2 separate regions of the Ovis aries genome follow, and region 2 is linked to region 1. Evidence: chromatin contacts called from public Hi-C data. All regions are on one chromosome and are shown on one strand. The core of a region is the stretch at or near the end of the contact, and the rest is flanking DNA. Distances in the headings are between cores, read along the strand shown. Region 1 overlaps LOC121816951 (a long non-coding RNA gene). Region 2 overlaps LOC121816951 (a long non-coding RNA gene).

Region 1 (7,557 bases), core at 3,505-6,004:
TGCCGTTTTAGGGAGTCGCGGCTCCCAAAGCACGTTGTAGAAGTCATTGGCCCTTCTGAATGTCTGGAGTCACACCTGGCCTCGGGGCCAGTTCTCAGCTTCCGGCACAGCTCAGCTTGGCGGCTGCCACTGTGCCTTGCTGTTTGTGGTCCCATTTAGCTTGTTCACTTGCAACCCCACCCTTGTCCTTGTTCTGTTCTACTTCCTTCCTCTCTTACTCTGGTGTTATTCTGGTTATCGTGGGAGAGAAAGGGTACAGCGTCTCCATCTGTCACCTAGTGGTTGTCTGGGTTCCCAAAGGCAGCACGTCTGTGACACCTGGCACCAAAGGAGCTGGTCAGTCTTCCTGTTCCCCTGCTGTGTTCTCTACGCCTGGGTCTGAGTGCCATTTTCATCTCCGTCCCTTTAGTCCCGGGATGTGTTTGCTTCTGACAAAGTTGATAAGCCTCGTTGAGAAGATAGTTCATGGATAGTTAGTGGATCAACTAGACAGAAACTCCTGCAGGCTCAGAATCATGCCTTGTGTTTATTTTCCTGTATCCCCACAGTGCCCAGAATAAAACAGCCTTCAAGAGTCACCTGTTGGTTGACAGGACAAATCTAATGTTTCTTGGATCCCACTCTCCTTCTGCCACTCAGGCCCTCATCATCTGTTTCTTGGGCCTTTATGATAATTTCCCATTTCACCTCCCTGCCTGTCCCCTTCCCCATTCCCTGTCAGGTTCAAATAGTTGAGCCCATAACTTGTACTATTTGGGCTAAGTTCTCTCGGTGGGGCAGCAGGGAGCCCTGCTATTCAGATTTTCCTGTGTGAGGGTGAGGGGGGCCCATTTCTCATCCATCTCCATATCTTCAGTGTGTGTCAAAAGGCCCAACTCTTAGCGTGTGTTTAACAGTGTGTGCTGAGTGAATGAATGAAAGGATGGGAGGAACCTCTTTAACTCCGCATGCTGCCCTCCGGCTCTCTCTAATCCCAGGCAGGATGAATTCTTCTTACTCTAAGCAAAATCTTTTGGTTCAGCATCTACTGGCACATATTATAAAAATCCTCCTCAAAGAGGGGGATCCAGAAGGACCCCGATGTCAAATGGTTTTGAGGACTATCTGCATCCTCTTTACCCATTTCAAGACTGACCATGCACTTTGGCATTTAAAGACTCTGAGACATCCCACGTTTAGATACCTCTTTAGCTTCATTCTTTTGCTTATGGATATCCAGTTTTCTCACCACCGTTTGTTGAAAAGACCATCCTTTCCCCCATTGTGTCAGTAACTACTGATTTTTAAATCAGAGCTTAAACGCACAAGGATAGCAGTGGTGGTGGTAGAGAAGGGGTCTGTTAGTATTACCTTGGCCCTAGGGACATCTTTCAACTAACTCCTCTCCCCAGTTTGCCTGGGAGTGGGAGGTGTGCAGACTGGCCAGGTGAATCTGGAAAAAGCTCCAGGTGAGGACATACCTGGTGGTACAGTAGATAAAAATCCACCTCTCAATGCAAGGGTCATGGGTTTGACCCCTGGTCCGGGAAGATTCCACATGCTGAGGAGCAACTAAGCCCATATGCCGCAACCACTGAGCCCACTTGCTGCGACTACTGAAGCCCACGTACCCAGAGTCTGTAAGGCTGCACACAGCAACAAAGCCCCAGCACAACCAAAAATAATAAAAAGAAGTAAATGAGGAAGAAAACACTCCGGGTGATCCAATATATGTGCCCCTCTTCTTCTGGTTGTCAACTTAGAGCCAACGGAGGACAGAAATCTTCAAACCGACGAGAAGTGTCACCGTGCAGGGTAGAGACACTTTGCCCATTGGATCTGCTTGACTAGCGTGTACTTTGTTCCTACTGGGTTTTCCCAAAGCTCACAGGTGAGCTCACCCACCTGTGAGCTCTCCGGAGGCTCGGGACCTGGCTGCCCAGGTGCCGAGGATGAAGTGCTGGCTGCCCTGTACCTGGACAGTCCAGGAAGCACCCTGAGCATCTGCCTGCAGTTTGCACACCCATTTGAAAGGCCCCCTTGGGGGAAAAGGGAGGAAGAGCTGCTGGAGGGAAGAGAGGAAGAAGGACAGACAGTTGGTCTGCATGGAAGGCATCTAGCACAGGTGTGTGTAGCAGCAGATGTCAGCCTGCAGCACCCCCACGGTTCCCTGGCCCTGCAGAGGGAAATGAGAGGGAGAGCGGAGCTGGCCGGGCTCCTGAGGAGCCTCAGCCTGGAACTGCAGCGCCCGCCTCTGTGTATATAGCACGCACACCTGCTCCTCCCTTCCAAGGATCGATCCAAGGCCTGGAGTACACAGGCATCTCAAAGAGCTGGTCTTCACTGCAGGCCTACTAGTGCTTCTAAACGGTTATTGTCTGGGGGCTGTGTTGCTGTGAACACCCACTCAAGGGTCCCACCAAGCCTCCACATTGGCCACAGTGTGGATGAGGGAGTGGCCAGGGCGTCCAGCTTTGTCTGCTGGAGATGACCGTACCCAGGAAACTGTAGATCAAGTGGAGGTAGGATCTACAAACGGTCCCAGAAGCAAAGCCTGAGCACCCTGGGTTCAGCAGAGCTTTTATCCCTTCCTCTCACTGATGGCAGGCAAACCAGTGGTGGTTGGTGGCGGGGTAGAAAGGGCGGGAGGTGAGCGGGGGCAGCAGGAACAGGAAAGAGCAGGCACCACCACTCCCTTATGTTCGCAGCAGAGCATGGGCTCCCTGTCAGCATCCCTACTGTACTTTGGAATCCTCCTCAACTGCTGCCCTCGGGGTCAGCGCAGGCCCTGGAGAGGGAGAGGGGAGCTGTCCTGTAGGATGCTCATCCTGGCTGCCTCCGTGAGACTTTCGTTGTCCCAGCTGGAAGAAGCAGGAAAGTTGCTCCTCCCCAAGTATTTGTTCTCTCTTCGCATGGAGGCTGGAACAAAAGCCCAGAAATCCCTGCTCCAAAGTTCTGTGTGGTGCGGAACCTGGGAGACCTAGGAAATCGTTGAGCCCAAAATTGAAAGGGATGGTGTGGGGCCGGGGGTATGTGTGACCAGGGAGATCATGGTGCTGATGATAACCGCCCCCACCCCCCAACCCAGGGTGCTGCACGGGCCAGCCCGATCTGAATACTCTGCTTGTGTAAGTCCATTCAACACCCCCAAACCCCCTGGAACTAAACACTGAAACCTTCCTATCCCACACACGAGGAAATGGACTCTCAGCCAGGTTGAGTAACCTGTCCACACAGCTGCTGTTGCTGCTACTTCTACTACTAGGCTAGGATCAGATCACAGGGAAGCTGGGTTCAAAGTCCATGCTTTTAACTACTCTTATGCTATAAAACAAACAAACAAAAAAATCAAATCCAAAATCAAAAGCCGATTTTCATCCACCAGACTGACGACAAGTAATAGGTTTGATACAATCAAATCACCATGAGGCAGTGGCGAAGGGCCTGCACCTCATTACGTCCCAAAAAGGCCTACAGGCTAAGACTGGGGCTGGAGGTTGGTGGGCACTTTCATCTTATCTGTGTTTATTCTGCAATACAGAATATACTTGTACAGGACTTGGGTTCATAACTCATAAGAGAGAGAGAAGTGAAGATGGTCGGGGAAAAGAACCAAAGATAAAGACCTGGAGGGTTTTGGGAGTCCAAAACCTTTGATGTGAATTCAAACATTGAATGTGACCTCTTGGCTACAGAAATTCTGCCGGCCTTGAGCCTTGGAGGAGCTCATGTTTTCCTCCAGCACACATTTCTTTACTGTGTTTCAGGCTCTGGGTCGGGCTCTCGGCAATTTCCACACGAACCGAGGGTGTGTCCTGATAGTATGGTCTCACGTCTGTCCCCAGTCCTGGTGCCTCTGTGGCGATGAGGTCATGGCCGCATGCAGGGAGGAGCGGGTTCACCCCTCAGCTCCGATTTGTGCTGGGCTGTTGCCCCAGAGCAGCTGCTGCAGCAACATTTACTTTGTACAGCGGCCAAGAGAGAGAGGGAGAGGGAGAGAGCGAGCCGGCAAGAGTGAGCGCGCATGAGCCTACCCCATTCCAAAATATTTCTGACAAAATCTGGCACTCCTGGTTCTAATCAAAATACTGAACTTTGGAACAAATTAACATTCCACAGCCTTGCAGGGAAGGAGAACTCAGCCGAGACAACTTCAGTTCACAACCACAACAAAAATAGCTTCTCCCGGGGAAGACACAGTCTGCTAACAAGGTCACTTTTGTTTTGCTTCCCCTGCCATCTGGCTGAGTGGCACCAGGGGCTGGATTTGGTACCGACTTCTTCTGCCGAGAGTGGATGGGAGCCGGGTGGCACTGCAGAAGGCTTCTCAGCCTCCTGGCAAAGGGTGCCGGCACAAAGTTACCTTCAGACACCCCCCAGCAAGCACGCGGGCAGATGGAGCCCCGGTTTCACCCAGCCCGGCTCAGCTCTGAGCTCCGAGTGTGCAGAAGGTGTGACACCAGCAGACAGCAACAAGCAGGTGGGAGTCAGGGGAGAGTGAAAAACACGACAGGATGGGGAAGCTATCTTCGTCTCGAAAAACATTCCAGGACTCAACGCAATGCTCGCTCTGGCAAGTCGGGAGTCTGAGTTCCAGAAGGCGAACAAAGAAGCATGATTTGGGGTTTGGATTTTTTTTTTTCTTTTCCTCTTCCCTTCTGCTTGCAAGATTCAGCCCCTCTCTATCATTATCAGGGATGTTCGGTAACCTCCCTTGGCCTGTTTCCTCGTCTGTAGGACAGACTCACCTGCACTTGTGGGTGAAGAGAGCAGATGCCACTGCCTAAGGGCATTGGGCTGGAGTTTCCGAAGAACATGAGTGCCCTCTGACCTGGTAGCCCAGGAGGGCTTCCATGTAGAAACACCCTTCAACAGCCCTCTACAGATCTTCCAACATGACATAAATAGCCTGCCCAGAGTTACTTCATTTTGAAGGTGTGGAGCTGGGATTTGAACACAAGCCTTTTGCTTACGGAGATTCTGCTGCTGCTTCTATACCAACGATTTTCAATCTTTTAAAAAAGGATCAAAAGCCATGAATATCCACAAGGGGTTCACGGCCTAGTAAAACCACGTCCCTCTCACGAGAAGTCTGTGTGTGCTAAGTCGCTTCAATCTTGTCCGACTCTTTGTGACTGGACTGTAGCCAGCCAGGCTCCTCTGTTCTTGGGATTTTCCAGTCAAGAATACTGGAGTGGGTTGCCATTCCCTTCTCCAGGGCATCTTCCCAACTCAGGGATCGAACCCGCGTCTTATGTCTCCTGCCTTGAGAAGCAGGTTCTTTATGACTAGTGGCACCTGGGGAGAGGAGTCTAGGGAGCTTAGTTAATTATCATAGTAGATCTGCTGGGAAAACAAACAAAGCTTTAGTAAAACGGAGAAGGAATATTTAAAATGACCTAAAATCTCCCTACCCTTAAATGAAGGAAAATAAGTTCATTAGAACATCTCCTTTAGGGTTCCCACACCCACTCGCCCCCATCCCCTGCCAAAAGACATATAAAGAAACTTTGATTTCAAGTGAGTTAAATCTGGTCTCCCAGGGGTCGGAGGTGGGGTGAGTCTGGTGAAAATCTTGGGACTCTAAAGTTGTGTCATCGCTGCCTCTGGGGAATGGGGTGAACAAGGGGAGCCCAAGGTCCCACTGTCGCAGGTGGTTCCTGAGTCCGAACTGAGCTGTGGCATCTGGCAGAGGGTTTAAAAGGTCAGGAAGAGTCCTGGGACTATTTGCAAGTGTTCATTGGTATTAAGGACTGAGATCCTCTCTGCTGCTGGAACCTGTGGGTCTTGCTTCCCCAAATAACACAGGGAAGGCTTCCCACTGCCCCCCAGCAGGGAATATGGTTGAGGAGGGGGGCAGTTAGGCTACTGAATATTGATTATATACCAGTCAGTGAGCTCAGCCCTGTTGTCTAACAAGGAAGAAGAGAGATAAAGCACTTGTCCTCAGAGGGCTTTCCATCTTATAGGGAGATAGACATTGAACTCAAAGAACGGGACAGGGTGGAATGAGGGCAGAGACTGAGTTTCTAGGTAGAGAAACACAGGCCATAAGAACAACGTGAAAAAGAAAAGAACACTGGTGGCTCCAGAATATTCTACCTCAGAGACGCACATTGATAACTCGTCCTGAAGCAGTGTTGAAAATAGCACTTTGCAGGCTTTTGAGGCAATGAGAATTATCTAAGTCAAAAAATACACATGGGAGGTATTGAGTGGAGTGGGATGTGGGGGGAGGACTGAATCCCTGGGTGGCTGAGGCAGAAGTCCACATTGCCTCCTCGTCCTTTGCTTCCCCGCTAGCAGCACCAGCTGGACTGAATCCTGACCTTATTGACTGGTCCTGTGGCACCTGCTGGATTCTCCCTGGCCATCGGGGCCCTCATGTGGTGGCCGCTTGGGCCCCAGGAGGACCGGTGGACGGATACTGGCTCCTGGATTGGCCGCATCTGGGCCTCCGGTCGTCCCTCACTCTTTCAACAGCTCACGCAGTTGTTTGCTGTCAACACAGCAGCTGGTTACCCAAGACGCAGGACAAGCCATCCTCTCACCTGCAGGATGGTTTAGGCTTACATAGCATCAGGCCTGAGAATGGGGGGAAACTTGTGGGCATTTTTTTGGCGCTGACAGGCCCTATGAGTCTGTGACATGAGCCGAGGTGGGAGAGAATCAGTCAATGAGACTGTCACCTCCCAATAGGTCAGGTTCCTCACGCGGAGTCCAGCAGGCCCCACCAGGGCTCCTGGTTTGCAGATCGGTGAGGAAGAGTGAGTGTCACAACTCTTCCCAGTCAGAGCCTGTGCTCAGCAGCTCTTGACTCCGGCTGGTGCTTACCCAAACTGGCCTCCCTCTTTCAAGTAAAGGACACATTTTTCACTCTCTGTGTTTTCAAAGAGAAGCTGACACTGAGAGAATGTTGTGAATCACAATCAGAGTTCCCTGCTGCAGAGCACACAAGATGAGAATTGATCTCAAACCTCTTCCTGTCATCATTTACTGAGCACTGGAAAGACACACTCATAAGTCAGCGGAGAAAAACTCAGAGTCCTGGTCTCTAGCTGCGTGTCAACAAAACACCGCAATGATGTCGCCTGCTGTAACACCAAGCAGGATTAAACCACAGCCCAGCCAAGTCTCCTTACGCTCCCAAAGTATCAAGGTGATCTTTGACTTTACCTTTATTATTCTTTTAGTCAACTTTATTGAGGTGTAATTTTCACACAATAAATAGCACTCATTTCAAGTGTATGGGCTGACGTTCTGACAAATGTCTGCGACCGGATAACCATCACTTCAATCAAAGTATAGAGTATTTCCAACACTCCACCCCTCCAAATCCCTTCCAGCTTTTGGAAGAAGTCAGTCCCCTTTCACCTCTGCCCTCAGGCAACCACTGATCTGCTCTCTGTCACTCCACTTTTACAATTTGTATGATTCCAGGTAATGGAATCAAACAGTGCGTACTCTTGTGTCTGCCTTCTTTTTACTGGTTTATGAGATTCAGCCACATTGTTACATGTATTAGTAGTTTATTTCCTTTTACCGTTGAACAGCATTTCACAATTTGTTTATAGATTC
Region 2 (7,557 bases), core at 2,383-4,882, 44 kb after region 1:
TGTCAGAATTTCAATCCCAAACCTCTGGGGGCAAAGCCGGGTTTCACGTGCTCCTCATGAAGTGGGGAGAGCCTTGTCAGTGTTGGCGGGAAGGAGGGTATTATCGCTATTGCTGCTCCCCCTTCTCTAACAGTCTCTGAGCCGCTGGCAAGCTTTGCAGGCTCCCAGACACCCTCTCCTCCCCGGGGTGGGGAGCTGCCTCCACAACCCAGGGCCATTTTCAGGGGAGGTAAGCCCAAGATGGTTGCCAAGCCAGGCCCTGTCCTCCTCCAGCGCCCTCGTCATACGTGGGGGAGCATCGATTAGGCATCTGGTTTTTCTCAGCCTCGCAGGTTCCACTCCTTCCCCTGGGAATCTGCAGCCGAAGACAATGAACCCGAACGGAATTTCCCGAATGGCTGGAGGAGGAAGAGTCCTCGGAGGGGAATTTGGGCCCTGCATCCTGCTTTTGTCACCAACTTGTCTTGAGCCCTTTCTTGGCCTTGGTTTCTTCACCCATATAATACAAATTCAGGGGAGTATTATGAAGATTAGAGAAACTCTATAAACAGTTATCAACCAGGAGGGACATGCCCCCCCCCCCGACCCCCACACCCAGGGGACATTTGACAATGCCTGGGGATAGTTTAGGTTGTCATGACTTGGGTGGGAGTTGGGGGGTGGGAGGGAAGTGCTGCCGATACCTGGTGGGTAGAGGCCAGGGATGCACGGGGCAGCCCACTGCCCACCCCCCCCCCCACCACAGAATTGTCCAGCCCACTTGTCAATGGTGCTGTGATTGAGAAACGCTGATATAAAGGGCTTGGCAGACAATTAGTGACTCAAGTGGTAACAGTGAGAAAGGGTGTGGAAAAAGGCACGCAGTAAGTGTATTCAATAAACCTTAGCTATTATTAGTAGGTCCGAGATAATTGGTAGTTGCTTCCTGGAATGCCTCGGAGGAGTCTAAGGCGACAAACAAGCTCAGCTAGACGGTGTCATGATGGATTAGTGATGTCTGCCATGGGCCTGGCAGGGGGACGTGGCAGCCTGAGTCGGTGTGTTTTCTGACCCTGGACTCTATGATGTCTAGCATCTGTTTCTCCTCTGACATTCTGTGATTCTATGGCTGTGATTCTGTGAGTCTATCTATAAAGTTCCGCAGTCAGCATTATTTACAGAATATTTAAGCAGCCTGGGCTCCTGCCGGCTCCCTTGCCAGGGCAGGAGGGTGAGTGGAAAGCCAGGAAGACACAGCTGGCTCCGTGCAAGGTGAAATAGATCGCCGCCGACAGGATGCCAGGCGGGGGATGCGCCGTGGGCAACTCCCCGCTTAGCACCTCCATGTCTCCCCCACCTCTTCTGGGTTAAACATGTTTATGGTTAGAGTCACTCCATTGGATTAAACATTGTCTCCAAGAAGCCTTTGTTTAAATGCGTAAAGCTTACCTAGAAAGGATAAGCGTGCAATCCATCCCTGTGTATTAATCCAATAAGCTAGCTGTTGTTCAGCAGAATAGAACTGAGAGGGAGTGGGACCAGAGACAGGTTATCTGTGAGGGCAGGTGAGGAGGTGAGGGGAAAGCCTGCCTTAGAGGGCAGGAGTCAGAATCGGGACTGTACAACTCCAGGAGGCACTGTTTACACTGAATTAGCATGTCTGGCTCGTCCTAGGACTCTCCTTGGGTTTTCCTGAAGACCCCATGCCCTGAGAACTCCCTCTGTCCTGGGTGATCCAGGATAGTCGATTATCCTGCCTCTAGGCCACATAGCATGGAAGGAGCTGTGTGGTCCTTGCTGTCATTTATCCCTCATGCGGCTGCCTAAATTCTCTTTCTGGACACGTCCCTCCCTTGCTATGAATACTCTGTGGCTCCCTGGGACCCTCCAGACTAGGCTGGGACTCTGTCACGGTGCTTATGGTAGCCCCCAGCCTTGCTTCCTGATGTCATCCAACCCACCCGTCTCCTGCCTCGAATCTCTTCCCCAACTAGTCGCCATATTGGAGACGCATTATAGGGCATGATTCTCTCTCTGGGTTAGAGGAGGAGCTTTCCTAGAGGGGAACTCACTTCTTGGAGTGTATTCAACTTGGGTCAGTAGCAAAAGAGCTGATTAGCCCAGGCTCTGTAGTATAAAATTGATCTGACCCCCTCCCCCAACTCCACCCAGTGATTTGGGGCTCGGGGACATGGCTACCACTTTGCATCAAGAGAAACCTCACATACCCCCAGAGAGCCCCAGGAACCCTTGGAGGGTAAGGGTGAAGCCACCAGGCACATGGAACCACCCTAAATGAAAATAAAGCCTTCCTTCCTTCCTACACTCTATTAAAACTTTTCAAAGCTGTTTCACACATACCCCTGGACAGATCCCCTCTCAGAAATAGGGAGGATGGATGTCATGCCCATCCAACAAGTGGAAAAATTGAGGTCCTGGGTGGAGGATCGTATACTCAATAAAGGAAGGTTTCTGGATGGGAATGGTCAAGTGCAGACATTTAGTATCTCATGGCACATCGGTGCCTGAACTGTGACTAACTTCTGCCTCACGTCCTCTGATGATTTTCATTCATTCATTTACCAAATGCTTCTTCCCACGTGTGAGGCACCATGTTCGTCTCACGATAATGACGACAGCTAGGGTCGTGGGCGACTTTACTACTCTCCAAGTCCTCCCCGCTAAATTCTGGATGTGCTTTCACTTCAGTGCTCAGCAAGCTTTGTGCTGTGGGCATGAATGCCACCCCAGATACAGGGGAGGAACCCAAGCCTGAAGAGGGGGAAGCAGCCCACCCAGAGTCGTCAGCTCACACGCGGGGGCTGTGCTGAGGCTCATCGTGTGCCCGGGGCGGGCTGTGCCCGTGCGGAGCTCTCCTGTCAGGAGAGAAACATGAGGTGCAGGCTTTGCCCCTAAGACTCTCTGGCTATTCCCTCCCAATGAGCAGCACTCCAAACAGAAAGAAAGGAGACCAACGTCCGTGGAGCATCTTCTGTGGCACGTGCACCTCACGTTTTCCAGACCACCGGGCGAAGTTGCTGCATTTGGGCCCGGATGAAGTCGAGGCTCCTTGGGTTGACATGATTGACCAAAGCTGGCCCAGCTGGTGTGCGCGGAGTGGAGACCTGGCCTTGGCCGGTCATACCACATGACTTGCTTTTTCCACCAGCCTTCCCAGAGGACGGGCGGTGGGGAGACAGCTTACCACGAGTCTTCAGGTCACGTAAGAACCACAGGAGCAGTTCTCCTGCGGCTTGGTACGTGACCTTAAGCACAAACCCTTGGGACAGGAGCCAGAAAGCCGCTCACTCACCCCTGGTAGGGCAGGGGGGCTGGGGGCAGGACCCAGGGCCTGTCCGAGTGGAGGCCCTCTGCCCGCGATAGGCAGCAGGTGGCGCTGTGGCCCCGGTTTAACAAGGACAGCGGGAAGGTGGAAAGGAGGGGGGAATCCAGAAAGAAGAACTAGTGGAAAACAAGGATTTAAAAAGAAGAACAATTTGTTCCAAAACATTTGCCTTGTAACGGGGTCATCTATAAATTCTGGGATTTCCTGTTTGCCGCTGGGCAGGCTGGCGGGCGGGCAGGCCACTCTCTTCTCTGCAGTCTGGAAGAATCATTTCAGCCCAGCTCACGAGCTCTGGCCTCCCCTGGCCCAGATTGGCTCTGAAATTTCCCGGCTTTTGTGCCCGTAAGCCGGATCCTGTGACAGCAGGTCTCCTTGAGCCGTGCTCCAGTTTCCACGGGGGTGGGAGGAGGAGTGAGATCATGGTCATTTTTAAAGGAGAGACTGTCTTCATGAGCTCCCTGCGTTCTGCTGCTGCCAGACTTGTTTTAAGGCATGAAGTAAGAGAGCAGAATAAAAGGAAAGAGACAGAGGTGGATTCTTTTATCTTTATTTTCCATACTTACAATTTTGTGTGTGTTGGGGGGAGAACACTTGAAATCTACACTCTTATCAAGTTTCAAGAATGGAGTTCAGTACTATTAACCAGCAGTGTTAAGTAGATCCCCAGAACTTATTCATCTTCACCGTGAAAGTTTTGTGCCCTTGACCACACCATCTCCCCATCTCCTGTACTCTCCCAGCCCCTGGCAAGCACTGTTCTACTGTCTGCTTCTGCAAGGTCAACTTTTTCAGATTCCACACATAAGTGATACCGTGCAGTATCGTGTTTCTGGGTCTGGCTAATTTCACTGAGCCTAATGTCTTCCAGGTTCTCGTTGTTGCATATGGCAGGATCTCCTTTTTTTTTTTTTTTTTTAATGGCCTAATAATATTCCCTTGTGTAAATATGCCACATTTTCTTTAGCCATTCACCTGTCAGTGAACACTTAGGTTGCTTCCACGTCATGGCTATTGTGAATAATGCTTCATTGACCTGGAAGTTCAGGTATCTCTTCAAGATTCTGGTCTCGTCTCCTTTGGAGTTGTACGCAGCAGTGGCACTGATGGATCATGCAGTAGTAGTTCTGTGTTTGCTTTTTTTAAATGCTTATTTGTTTGTATCTTTGGCTGTGCTGGGTCTTCACAGCTGTGTGGACTCTTCTCTAGTTGTGGAGAGCGGGGGCTGCCCTTGCGGTATTGCGCTGGCTTCTCTCATTGCAGCGGCTCCTCTAGTTGCGGAGCACGGGTCCTAGAGCTCAGGCTCGACACTTGCGGTGCACGGACTTAGTTGCTCCGTGGCATGTGAGATCTTCCTGGACCAGAGATCGAACCTGTCTCTCCTGCATTGGCAGGTGGGTTCTTTACCACTGAGCCACCAGGGAAACCCTGTTTTTTGTTTTTTTGTTTTTTGTTTTATGGAGGTGAAAGTGAAAGTGAAGTTGCTCAGTCGTGTCTGACTCTGTGCGACCCCAAAGAGAGAGCTGTTCTAGTCAATATGGGGATGAAAACATTTCACTGGAAAAGAGAGAGAAAATTCTTTTTACCTGCCTGGTAGAAATTGAACCAAGCCTAAAGCCCAAAGCCATCAGTTGATGAATGGCTAAAGAAAATGCAGCCATCCATCCATCCAACCATCTATCCATCCATCCATCACTTATCCACCCATCCATCCATCCACCGATCCAATTGCTCACTCATTCATTGGGCAAACAATTATGGAGTGCCTACCATATGCTGGTAGCTCAACCTGCTTTACTGTAAGGGTAAGCCTGGACCAGCTCTGCGGTCTCCCTCTGGGGTCAGTGGCACGTGGAGAACATGTGTGTAGCCTCTGGAGTTGGCATCCAGAAGGTGGGCTTGGGACTCCTGGGCAATAACTGTTGGGACCTTTAGCAAGGATTACAACATATTTGGCCAGGGTGAGGGGTGCAGTTTGTGGCTGAAAACAGAGTTTTTCTCTGAATAAGTCAAACGAGCCTGTCTGGGATCACATCCACGAGGGCTGGACAATCTGGTCCCAGCAAATTAAAACAACATGGGCACCAGCCAGCTACATTTTTGAAAACAGTATTTGTGTTGTTTTAATCAAGGACACCACCTCCTCTGTCCTTTGCTCTTGACAACAAGCTCTGAATTGAAATGGGGCAGAATTTATAAGAAAATAAAACAATTCTTGGGCATCGCAGCACAAACTCATTTTCCTTCTCATCAGCTTCACAGTTTAAGGGCCTTTGTCTATCTCATTGTACCCTCTGTCTGCAGGCTTATGAGGATGAATGGGCCATGCCAAGACAGTGTCCTAAGTGACACCAGAGCAACTCTTCTCTTTCCTTATGTAGTGGAACCAGACCTGTTGTATCCTTCCCACAGGTGGAGAGTCCCACATAGCCAGGGTCTCGGTCCCTGCAGTGACTGTGGGCAGCTGGGGGGATAGTCTGAGCCCCCAGGCTGAGTCTGCATATTAGCTGTGTCTTATTTCCTGTATTCTGATGCTTTGAACATCTTGGGACCTACTCCTCCTGGGTTTAGCCAGTTCCTGGAGATAGGGAACAAGTCGCCAGGAAGCATGCCTTACAGATGCAGACCAACCAATCCAGAGGTCACATCTCCGACCCTCTTCCTGACAGGACTCTCACCCTCTGAGCCACTGTCCACCTGCCCTGCTAACCGAGGACATACAACGTGGGCACAGCCCTCACACCCCGGATCTCACTGAGGTTATTCCAACTAGCCCATCTGGAGCCTGCTCCCCTGCCTCACCCGTTCCTCCCAGGAGAAACCATAGTAAAAGTTCTCGCCTGTACTTTTCCCTTGCTGCCTCCACCTCCTGACAGTCCCTGGTGCTTCCCCGTGGGACCCGGCATGTCGGCCACGCCTCCTGTTTCTCGGGATCTGGGAGTATGAGAAATTCCTTTATTTCATGACAGTCATTTCTATGTCTGAGCGTCTTATCAAAGCTGCTGAAAACAAACCCCCGGCACCCTGAACACGGCCCACTCTGTCTGGCCGTGTGGCTGAGGCAGGTCACTTGCCTGTGCTCCATAACCTGCAGCCTCCTCCCCCAGTGAGGTGACTTCCAGCGGCTGGGGGGATTGAGGAGGAGAGAGAGTGGTTTCCCAACCTCGAGAAACACCTCCCCAGAGTCCTGTTTACCACCACGCTCACTCTTCTCTCTCTTTCTCTTTTTTTGGTTGTGCCACTTAACTTGTGGGATCTTAATTCCCCAACCAGGGATCAATGTCCCCCCACCCTGCTGCCATGGAAACGCAGAGTCCTAACCACTGGACCGCCAGGGAAGTCCCTGTTCTCTTTTCTTTACACTGTTTATTTGTATTTGAAACGACTCCTTCCTTTCTCTGCCTGCCCCCATCCCATTAGAATGAAAACTTTCATTCCCTGCTGAACACCAGTCTAGCTCCTAGACCAGTGTCTGGCACACAGTAGGTGCTCATTTGTCAATATAGAATGTGTGTAAACAAGCCCGGCACTTAGGATGCCTACTTGTTGCCTTTGGGTCTTTCAGGGTCCTCTGGCATGGATTTGGGCCGCTTTGCAAGGTGGAAGCTGTTGAAGGAGATTCTAGTCCTTTCTGCTGGCTTGTGAAGCTTTGCGCTTGTGTGGAGGCTCTGGTCCAAGACACTCAGAGCACTTTATAAACATGAACGACGTAAATGGTGTGCTTTGTTTGCGGCAGGTGGGGCATGTTCGCCGAAGCAGGATGGTTCCCAGTGAAGCCAACCCTGTTCTGGAAGTGAGTGGAAAGTTTAGGCGCAGTCAGAGGCCTCAGAAGCCACTTGCCCAGTGAAGTCCAGTGGGTGGCTCTGGACAGCAGAGATTCCTGGAAGACAGCCCCTCAACCCCTAGAGACCCCTTCCTCCCCGCCCAGCCTCGTGCCCTGGAGCTGGAATTGTTCTGCTCCTTTGGCGGAGCTTCCAGAATTGCGTTAAGAGGCTTCTCCTGCGGCCAGAAGGCTCCTCACATGGATTTATTGAGCCCCTACTTAGCAGAAGCGTTGAGGCTGCGAGTCATATGGTACTCACATTCTTTCATTCAGCAGAGGCTTCTGAGCATCCAGTCTGGGCAGGGGCTCTGCATGGAGGGGTGAGGAGACCTATCCATGGGGGCGCCTGTCACGGAAGAAGTAACCGACTGAGTGCGCGCAGCACGGGGTCCGTAGCAGCCCAGGAAATTAG

Evidence for each region. Hi-C and Micro-C count contacts between places; a contact is called where the count stands out from the background.
Region 2: a Hi-C map of omental adipose tissue shows a contact between it and region 1, with 2.0 times the contacts expected there. The contact joins two enhancer-like sites. A contact is called at or near these places in 7 of 16 Hi-C or Micro-C datasets (hypothalamus, liver, mesenteric adipose tissue and 4 more).

What each region holds. Positions count from the first base shown.
Region 1 is chr17:58,331,402-58,338,958 of ARS-UI_Ramb_v3.0, forward strand. The region is part of intron 1 of LOC121816951 (a long non-coding RNA gene); the gene reads left to right. Among named protein-coding and RNA genes, the nearest start is that of SPRING1, 53 kb to the left of the region's middle. Within about 2 kb of position 4,755, at least 29 of the 54 cell types and tissues checked have an H3K27ac peak or open chromatin away from gene starts, as enhancers often do. A contact at or near this core is called in liver and tail adipose tissue, where this site is marked.
Region 2 is chr17:58,376,904-58,384,460 of ARS-UI_Ramb_v3.0, forward strand. The region is part of intron 2 of LOC121816951 (a long non-coding RNA gene); the gene reads left to right. Among named protein-coding and RNA genes, the nearest start is that of SPRING1, 99 kb to the left of the region's middle. Within about 2 kb of position 3,633, at least 23 of the 54 cell types and tissues checked have an H3K27ac peak or open chromatin away from gene starts, as enhancers often do. A contact at or near this core is called in liver and tail adipose tissue, where this site is marked.